Linked DNA regions of Sus scrofa: region 2 is linked to region 1. The links are chromatin contacts, called in public HiChIP or PLAC-seq maps. All regions are on one chromosome and are shown on one strand. Each heading gives the region's core, a stretch centred on a gene start, on an enhancer-like site or on the middle of the called end of the contact. The rest is flanking DNA. Distances are from core to core; before and after follow the strand shown. Region 1 overlaps TMEM178A (transmembrane protein 178A). Region 2 overlaps MAP4K3 (mitogen-activated protein kinase kinase kinase kinase 3).

Region 1 (3,762 bases), core at 973-3,472:
CCACTGCACCACGACGGGAACTCCTAAAAGAGAAATTTTTAAATCAAATCTAGCCTGACTTTCCACCCAAATACAAAAAAAAGGAACAAACTAAGCCCAAAGTAGAAGGAGATTACATAATTAAAGTGGAAATAAATGAAGTAGAGACTAGAAAAATAAAAAAAAATAAACAAAACCAAAAATTGGTTCTTTGAAAATATTAATAAAATTGGCAAATCTTTATCTAGACCATTTAAGATAAAAAAAGACTCAAGTTATTAAAATCAGGAATGAAACAGAAGACATTATTAACAATCTTATAGAAATAAAAAATTGAATAAGAAGAGTATGAAAAAATTATATGCCAACAATAGATAATATGGGTTAAATGAGAACTTCCTGGAAAGATACAAACTACCAAAACTGACTCAAGAAGAAATAGAACAGGTGACTAGAGCTATATCCCTTAAAGAGCCTGAGTTAGCAATTAACTTGTAAAAAAATTTTCCATAAAGAAAAGTCCAGGACCAGATGGCTTCACTGGTGAATTTTAAATTAACAATGTTTCAAAAACTTTTCAAAAAAAAAAAAATAGAAGAGGATAAAACAATTCCCAAGTCACTATATGAGGCCAGTAATGTTCTGATCCAAAAAAACACAAAGGCATCATAAGAAAAGAATATTAGAAAATATTTTTTATGAATATGTATTCAGAAGTCCTCAAAAAAGTACTAGCAATCTGAATTCAGGAACATATGTAAAGTATTGTACATCATGACCAAATGAGAATTATGCCAGGAATGTAAGGCTGATTCAAGATATGAAGATGAATTAATATAATATACCTTATTGATAGACTAAAGCACAAAAACCACAAAATCATCTCACAGATGCATTAAAAAAGCATTTGACAAATCCTTTTGATTCTCACCAAAATCCCCTATGAGCTGGATATAAAAATAGGTCTTATTAGCTAATGGAATTAGGTAGGTAGAAAAAATCTGAAGTTCAGAGAGGCTAAGTAACTAGCCCAAGCCCACAGTGCAAAGTAATAACCAAACTTCAACACATATGCTATTACCCAAACTTTACATAATGCTCACTCAGGAAATTTAGAGATCCTTAATCTTTCAGAACTGCATTTTATTCTGTGGGTAGTGAGAACAGCAGTTATAAAATGAACTGTCAGTTTGAAGTGAAAAACAAATTTTTTCAGTTTAGTACAAACATATGCTCTTTTGGAAACAAAGCTGATACCTAATTGAGGTTTCTGCCTGTAATTATCCATGTTCTTCAGTACATGTTAAATACTGGACTGGTTCATGGCTGACTCAGTGGCTTTGTCCTACCTGCATCTCAGATGGGCTGAGATGGGGTATGGACTGGGGAGAAATTCTTCTCTCGGACGCAGACCAACTCCTGTGCTAGGGAAATGTGTGGTCCCTTTTACATTATTGCTAATATTCTCAGAGCCCATCTCCTCCTCTGCCCCTTGCTGGGAACAGCCCTGATCCCAGTGGGCAGAGAAGAGTAGCAGAAAGGAGGCAGGCAGCCAGCCCAGTGCTCTCCTGCTCCCCCAGGAGAGCCCCACATGTGCCAGGAATGAGGTAAGCTGTGCACACATCACCCAATTACCTTTCCTTCCGCACTAGGCTCCCAGGCTAAATTTAAATGGCCAAGAACTCTGAAATGAGAAGAAAAAAGAGGTGGGGAGAATGCCAAGGTCTGGACTGGAAGGTAACAAGCATTGACCCCCAAATCCCAAAGACTGGGAATCTGGTGGTGAACCCACGGCATCTCCCTTGAGTTTGTGGGGGAAAAAAAAGAAGAAAATTGCTTTACAGCCCTGGAGCTCCACTCCCTTGCAAAGTGATTAGAGCCTTCAGGCAGAATTAGAAGAGAAAGATGGTGTAAAGGACAGATCAGCAGTAGTGTCAGAGTCCTGCCGTTAGCTGTTTCATTTCCTTATTCTTAAGCACTTGTTCCACTGCCACAGCAGAAAGTCAAACAGATTCGAAAAGTCTATTATTAAGTGTTGGCTTCCTACAGTACGCACATAAAACTGACAAAGGAAAGCTTGACAAAAATCACACAGGAAAAGACTTGTAGTCCCTGGATGGCTTGCCCGAGACAAATGAAGTCCTTTTGGTCAAAAGACAAGAATACGTATATATACAGACGGCAGTAATGTATGTAACAGAAGTTCCATGCGAGGTTCTGTTTGGGAGTGATGCTGTGAGAATCCACAAGGAGGCATGAGATTCAAATCTTTCCAAAGCCATGCCTGTGAACTTGGAAATGAACTGGCTTTCCGGGGTTGAGCGAGTCTGGCTCTCAGAAAAGGAACACAAAAGGCATGAGCTCACAGCACCAGATGGCATCACGCAATGGGGGGAAGAGACACGCGGGGGGTGGAGGGGGACAACTTGTGGTCTATATTTAGTGATTAATTAGCTTCTTAAAGGGCCAAGGAAAGTCACTTTAACGATGATATAAACCACAGAATAAGATATATAAAGATGGCTTGCACAGGGGTTAAAAATGGGGTGCCTGGACTGGCGAACTTCTGTTGTTTCTGTTGCTTAGAGAAATGAATCAAATGCTAAGTTACAGAAACCCACACTCAAGGTTAAATGAGGGAGAAAAGTGAGAAAGAGCAGAAGAGGCTGTAAAGAGTTGTTAGAATCCATCAACGATGAGTCTATGCCATGGCTAAAGGCCTTGCAGTCAGCCAGGCTTGGATTGGAAGCCCAGATGCGTGACTTTTGGCAAGTTACTTAACCTCTCTGAGCCTCAGTTCCCTAATCTATACAAGAGGAGGGAATAATGGCAGATACCTTAGGGGGTTATTGTGAGGAAAGAAAGAGATGTAGCACAGGATGTGGCCCGCTCTGAGCACTCAATACATGGCAGCACTGGATTATGAGTTATCTCTCGGCAACTGCCCACATTCACCAACAGAACCATTGCCACAGGCTAGGAGTCTGAACTCTAAATAGGCATCGAAGATCCCTGAAGATAAAATAGACACATGAAACTGCCTGAACAACAGTCTGAACAGTGGCCCTCATGTTTCCTCTCCATTCTCACCACCCCTCAAGACTCCTACTAAAGAGTCTTCACTTCACTCCTAAACAGCTGGCCAACTGGCCTCCTTGCCTCTCTTTTTCCACCATCCCCCCCACCCCCACCCTGCTCTTAGATAAATCTGCAGTGTGACGATCTGGGGCCTCTGGAGCCTCAGTTGCCCATATGCAATGCAGAATATGAGCACCTTTAAGATTTGGGCTGTATCTACCCGCCTTTTACAGAATCATGAACTTAGTACATTTCTTTGAATTGGTAACTGGAAGCGGGACACCCCTTTACCTGACATCATGGAACACTGCACTTTTTTTTTCTTTTTCTTTTTAGGGTGTCAGTTGTGGCCTAGGGAAGTTCCCTGGCTGGGGTCAAAACAGAGCTGCAGCTTCAGGCCTAGCCACAACCACAGCAAAGTGGGATCCAAGCCACATATGAGACCTGTACCGCAGCTTGCAGTAATGCTGGATCCTTAACCCATTGACTAAGGCCAGGGATCCAACCCACATCCTCAAGGACACTAGTCAGTTCTTAGCCACAACAGAACCTCTGATATATTTATTTTATTTTTTTTAATTTTATTTATTTTTCTAAGGGACATACCCATGGCATATAAAGGTTCCCAGTCTAGGGGTCCAGTTGGAGCTGCAACTGCCGGCGTACACCTCAGCCACAGCAACACGGGATCCAAGCCACGTCTTC
Region 2 (3,301 bases), core at 565-3,064, 300 kb after region 1:
GCAATGCCAGATCCTTAACCCACTGAGTGAGGCCAGGGATCCAACCTGAGTCGTGGATACTAGTCAGATTTGTTTTCACTGAGCCACAGTGGGAACTTCACTTTTCTAATTACTGTATCTTTTTAGTATAATTTAATACTTGGTACAGCAGTTTATCCTCTTCATTAATCTGAAAATTTTTTCTTGGTTAATCATACATTTTCACTTCAGGTGTATTTAGCATTTGTGTATTGGGATGTCATGCCCTTATCTCTTTTATTTAGGCTCTTTGTGAATACAAGGCTTTTAGACTCAGGTATTTTGCACTTAAACAGAAAGGCTTTGATCATATTTTACCCTCTGACTTATTTCCTGCATCTATAATCACTGGCTGTTACTGCCTCTTCCCTTTTCTGTTTGCCATTCTGTTCTCTTTTAGCTTCTTACCAACACACCTGCTTGATTGTCTGCTTTGCCTCTGCTTTTCATCTTTTTCATGGAGCTTCTAACCTCCCATCAGGTTATTAACTTAAGTTTCTTATTTCTCAGCCCTTTCATTATTGTTGGCTACTAAGAGTGTACTTCACAAATGCCAAACCTTTTTTTAAAAAAATCATTCTTTTGGAGCTTTTTCATTTGCTGAGATTTGTAGTAAGTCTTTTCTTATAACTGATATCTTATAACTGAGATATCATTGGATAGTCATTATGATTGTGTGTTTCTGTCATGCACAATTTGAGGTAACATACTTAGTGGTTTTGCTATCCTTGCCCTAACCTTTCAGCTAAGTCCTTAAATGTTGTACCAGGCCAATGTAATCAGACCAAGTTTGAAATTATTGGTACAATTAACTGCACAGTCCCTACTGTTGGATAACATCTTCATGGAAATTTGTATTTCCAACATGGATAATTTTTAAAATTTGATTTTACATTAATAATTATTTGCTTTACATAAATGTCATCTAACTAGATGTTTACATGTGATGCACACTCCTACTTGATTTTAAGTGCTTTCTTGCTGTTTTTCCTAAATTCACCTGGTATAGTCCATTTAAAGTAGATTCATGTAGATTTCTCAGTATTTTCCCATATTACCCATATTTTCATAGTCCCTTCACTGAATTAAGATAGTGGAAAACAAAAGCACTAATTTAATCCTCACAACTACAGTGAGGTAGTCTACCTCATTTATTATCTCTATTTTACAGATGAGGAAACTGGCACATGGAAGTTAAAGAACTGCCCAGTATCATATAGGCTACTGAATGTATTGTGTGTATTCCTAATAAATGACAGAGCTGGAATTCAACCTCACAGAACATACCCATAACCACTATGCTATATTATCTTTGTATGTATTTGTTTGCAGCTTAATGGATTCAAATTCCATCTGACTCAAAGGAAGGTCCCTTTCCAGGCCAGATTTAAGAGACTGGGAGGAGGATATTACACCGACCAAGGGAGACAGAAATTCATTGTCCAGTTTCCTTACTTCAGTCCTTAAAAACCTGTGTGAGATTATCACGGGAAACCACAAGCTGTCCCACCAGAATGGGTACCTGAAAATAATACTCATCAGTACTGGTGAGATCACTTTCAGTTATTGTCAATGATCTGGGTTTCCAGCTGCTGCCAGACCTGTCTCTGTTTGGTCTTGTCTTTGGCCTCATAACCACATTCCCCATCTTATTCTCTTATTCTTTTTTCCATAGTCTGCTCTAATGTTTCTTTTTCCCAGCCAAGCTATTACATAACTTATTTGAGGAGATGCTGTCTTGATATTTGGCAGCCTGCGTGAGCTCAGGTCCAGCTCTGTCGGAGAGGATGGCCTTGCTGCATTGTGGTCCTTTCTTGAGGACTGTTCTAGACACCTCTGGAGTGACAGTGCAACAGAAAACATAGCTATTTATCCCTGGAAATAATTGCTCAGCAAATGCAATGTAGGTCTTGTTAATTTTGGCTCTGGACAACCACAAACTGGAAAACGTGGATTAAAGTAGAATTTTAACCATTTACGTCCATTCCCACTAAGTTTCTGTAGTTCATACAGTCACTGTTTCAGGCCTTCTCTAAACAGTATGTCCTTAGAGGCTGACCTGCCTTCTGTTGGCCCCTCTTTTCAGTTTATCCTCTGATATCACCAAAGTGTAATTGAAACAAAAGCCCAGTAATAACAGAAGCAAATGAGATGTGATTAAAGGGTTTTGGAAACAGGAGAAATGTGGAAAAAATGATATTCATATTCTTTATCCTATAATAATGAATTTTTAGTGAAAGAAGGAAAAATAGAAAAATTTTATATAATTGGACAAATGTTTCTTAAATCATTGCTTGGAGTACTTTGTGAAGGTAACACTCATAGATTTCATGAAACTGAATTGGTTTGTCTTATAAATATATCTGAGTTTGGAATTTTGTGTCAGAAAAGCATACGTATGTCCTAATATCACTGATTGGGGTGAGAGATATACATCCAGCACTCAAATGTGGGCACATATTCCAGTAATTTGTTCACTCATTCTAGATCTAAACAGATTTTTAAATTTAAAAGATGAAGATAAAGTTGGCTGTTACATTGCCTTTTTTTTTTATGATGGGTAGATTCTGATTTTTACAGGCAAAAATGGGATTCTCAAATGAATAGGTGCTAGTTTTCATGATTGATGTATTTAAAGGGTATATTCTTTTTTGTAAAATAGAAATTATCTTTTTTTTTTTTTTTTTTGGTCTTTTTGCCATTTCTTTTTTTTTTTTTTTTTGGTCTTTTTGCTATTTCTTTGGGCCGCTCCCGCGGCATATGGAGGTTCCCAGGCCAGGGGTTGAATCGGAGCTGTAGCTTCCAGCCTATGCCAGAGCCACGGCAACGCAGGATCCGAGCCGCGTCTGCAACCTACACCACAGCTCACGGCAACGCCGGATCGTTAACCCGCTGAGCAAGGGCAGGGACCGAACCCGCAACCTCATGGTTCCTAGTCGGATTTGTCAACCACTGCGCCACAACGGGAACTCCTTTTTGCCATTTCTTGGGCCGCTCCTGCGGCATATGGAGGTTCCCAGGCTAGGGGTCGAATCGGAGCCCTAGCTGCCGGCCTACGCCAGAGCCACAGCAACGTGGAATCCAAGCCACGTCTGCCACCTACACCACAGCTCACGGCAACACCAGATCCTTAACCCACTGAGCGAGGCCAGGGATCGAACCCACAACCTCATGGTTCCTAGTCGGATTCATTAACCACTGAGCCACGATGGGAACTCCAGATAAAAATTATCTTAAACATATTTAAAAATAAACAGAAGGCGTCTAGTAAGATAAAGATCTT

Evidence for each region. HiChIP or PLAC-seq counts read pairs in DNA pulled down with a chosen protein or histone mark.
Region 2: an H3K27ac HiChIP or PLAC-seq map of skeletal muscle shows a contact between it and region 1. The contact joins two enhancer-like sites. A contact is called at or near these places in 1 of 5 promoter capture datasets (liver), 14 of 47 Hi-C or Micro-C datasets (alveolar macrophages, brain, embryonic fibroblasts and 10 more) and 1 of 2 datasets of contacts at active chromatin or transcription factors (skeletal muscle).

Annotation. Positions count from the first base shown.
Region 1 is chr3:100,635,074-100,638,835 of Sscrofa11.1, forward strand. All of the region lies in intron 4 of TMEM178A (transmembrane protein 178A), which reads right to left. Among named protein-coding and RNA genes, the nearest start is that of THUMPD2, 80 kb to the left of the region's middle. Within about 2 kb of position 2,223, at least 24 of the 83 cell types and tissues checked have an H3K27ac peak or open chromatin away from gene starts, as enhancers often do. A contact at or near this core is called in skeletal muscle, where this site is marked.
Region 2 is chr3:100,939,322-100,942,622 of Sscrofa11.1, forward strand. All of the region lies in intron 1 of MAP4K3 (mitogen-activated protein kinase kinase kinase kinase 3), which reads left to right. Among named protein-coding and RNA genes, the nearest start is that of MAP4K3, 54 kb to the left of the region's middle. Within about 2 kb of position 1,815, at least 5 of the 83 cell types and tissues checked have an H3K27ac peak or open chromatin away from gene starts, as enhancers often do. A contact at or near this core is called in skeletal muscle, where this site is marked.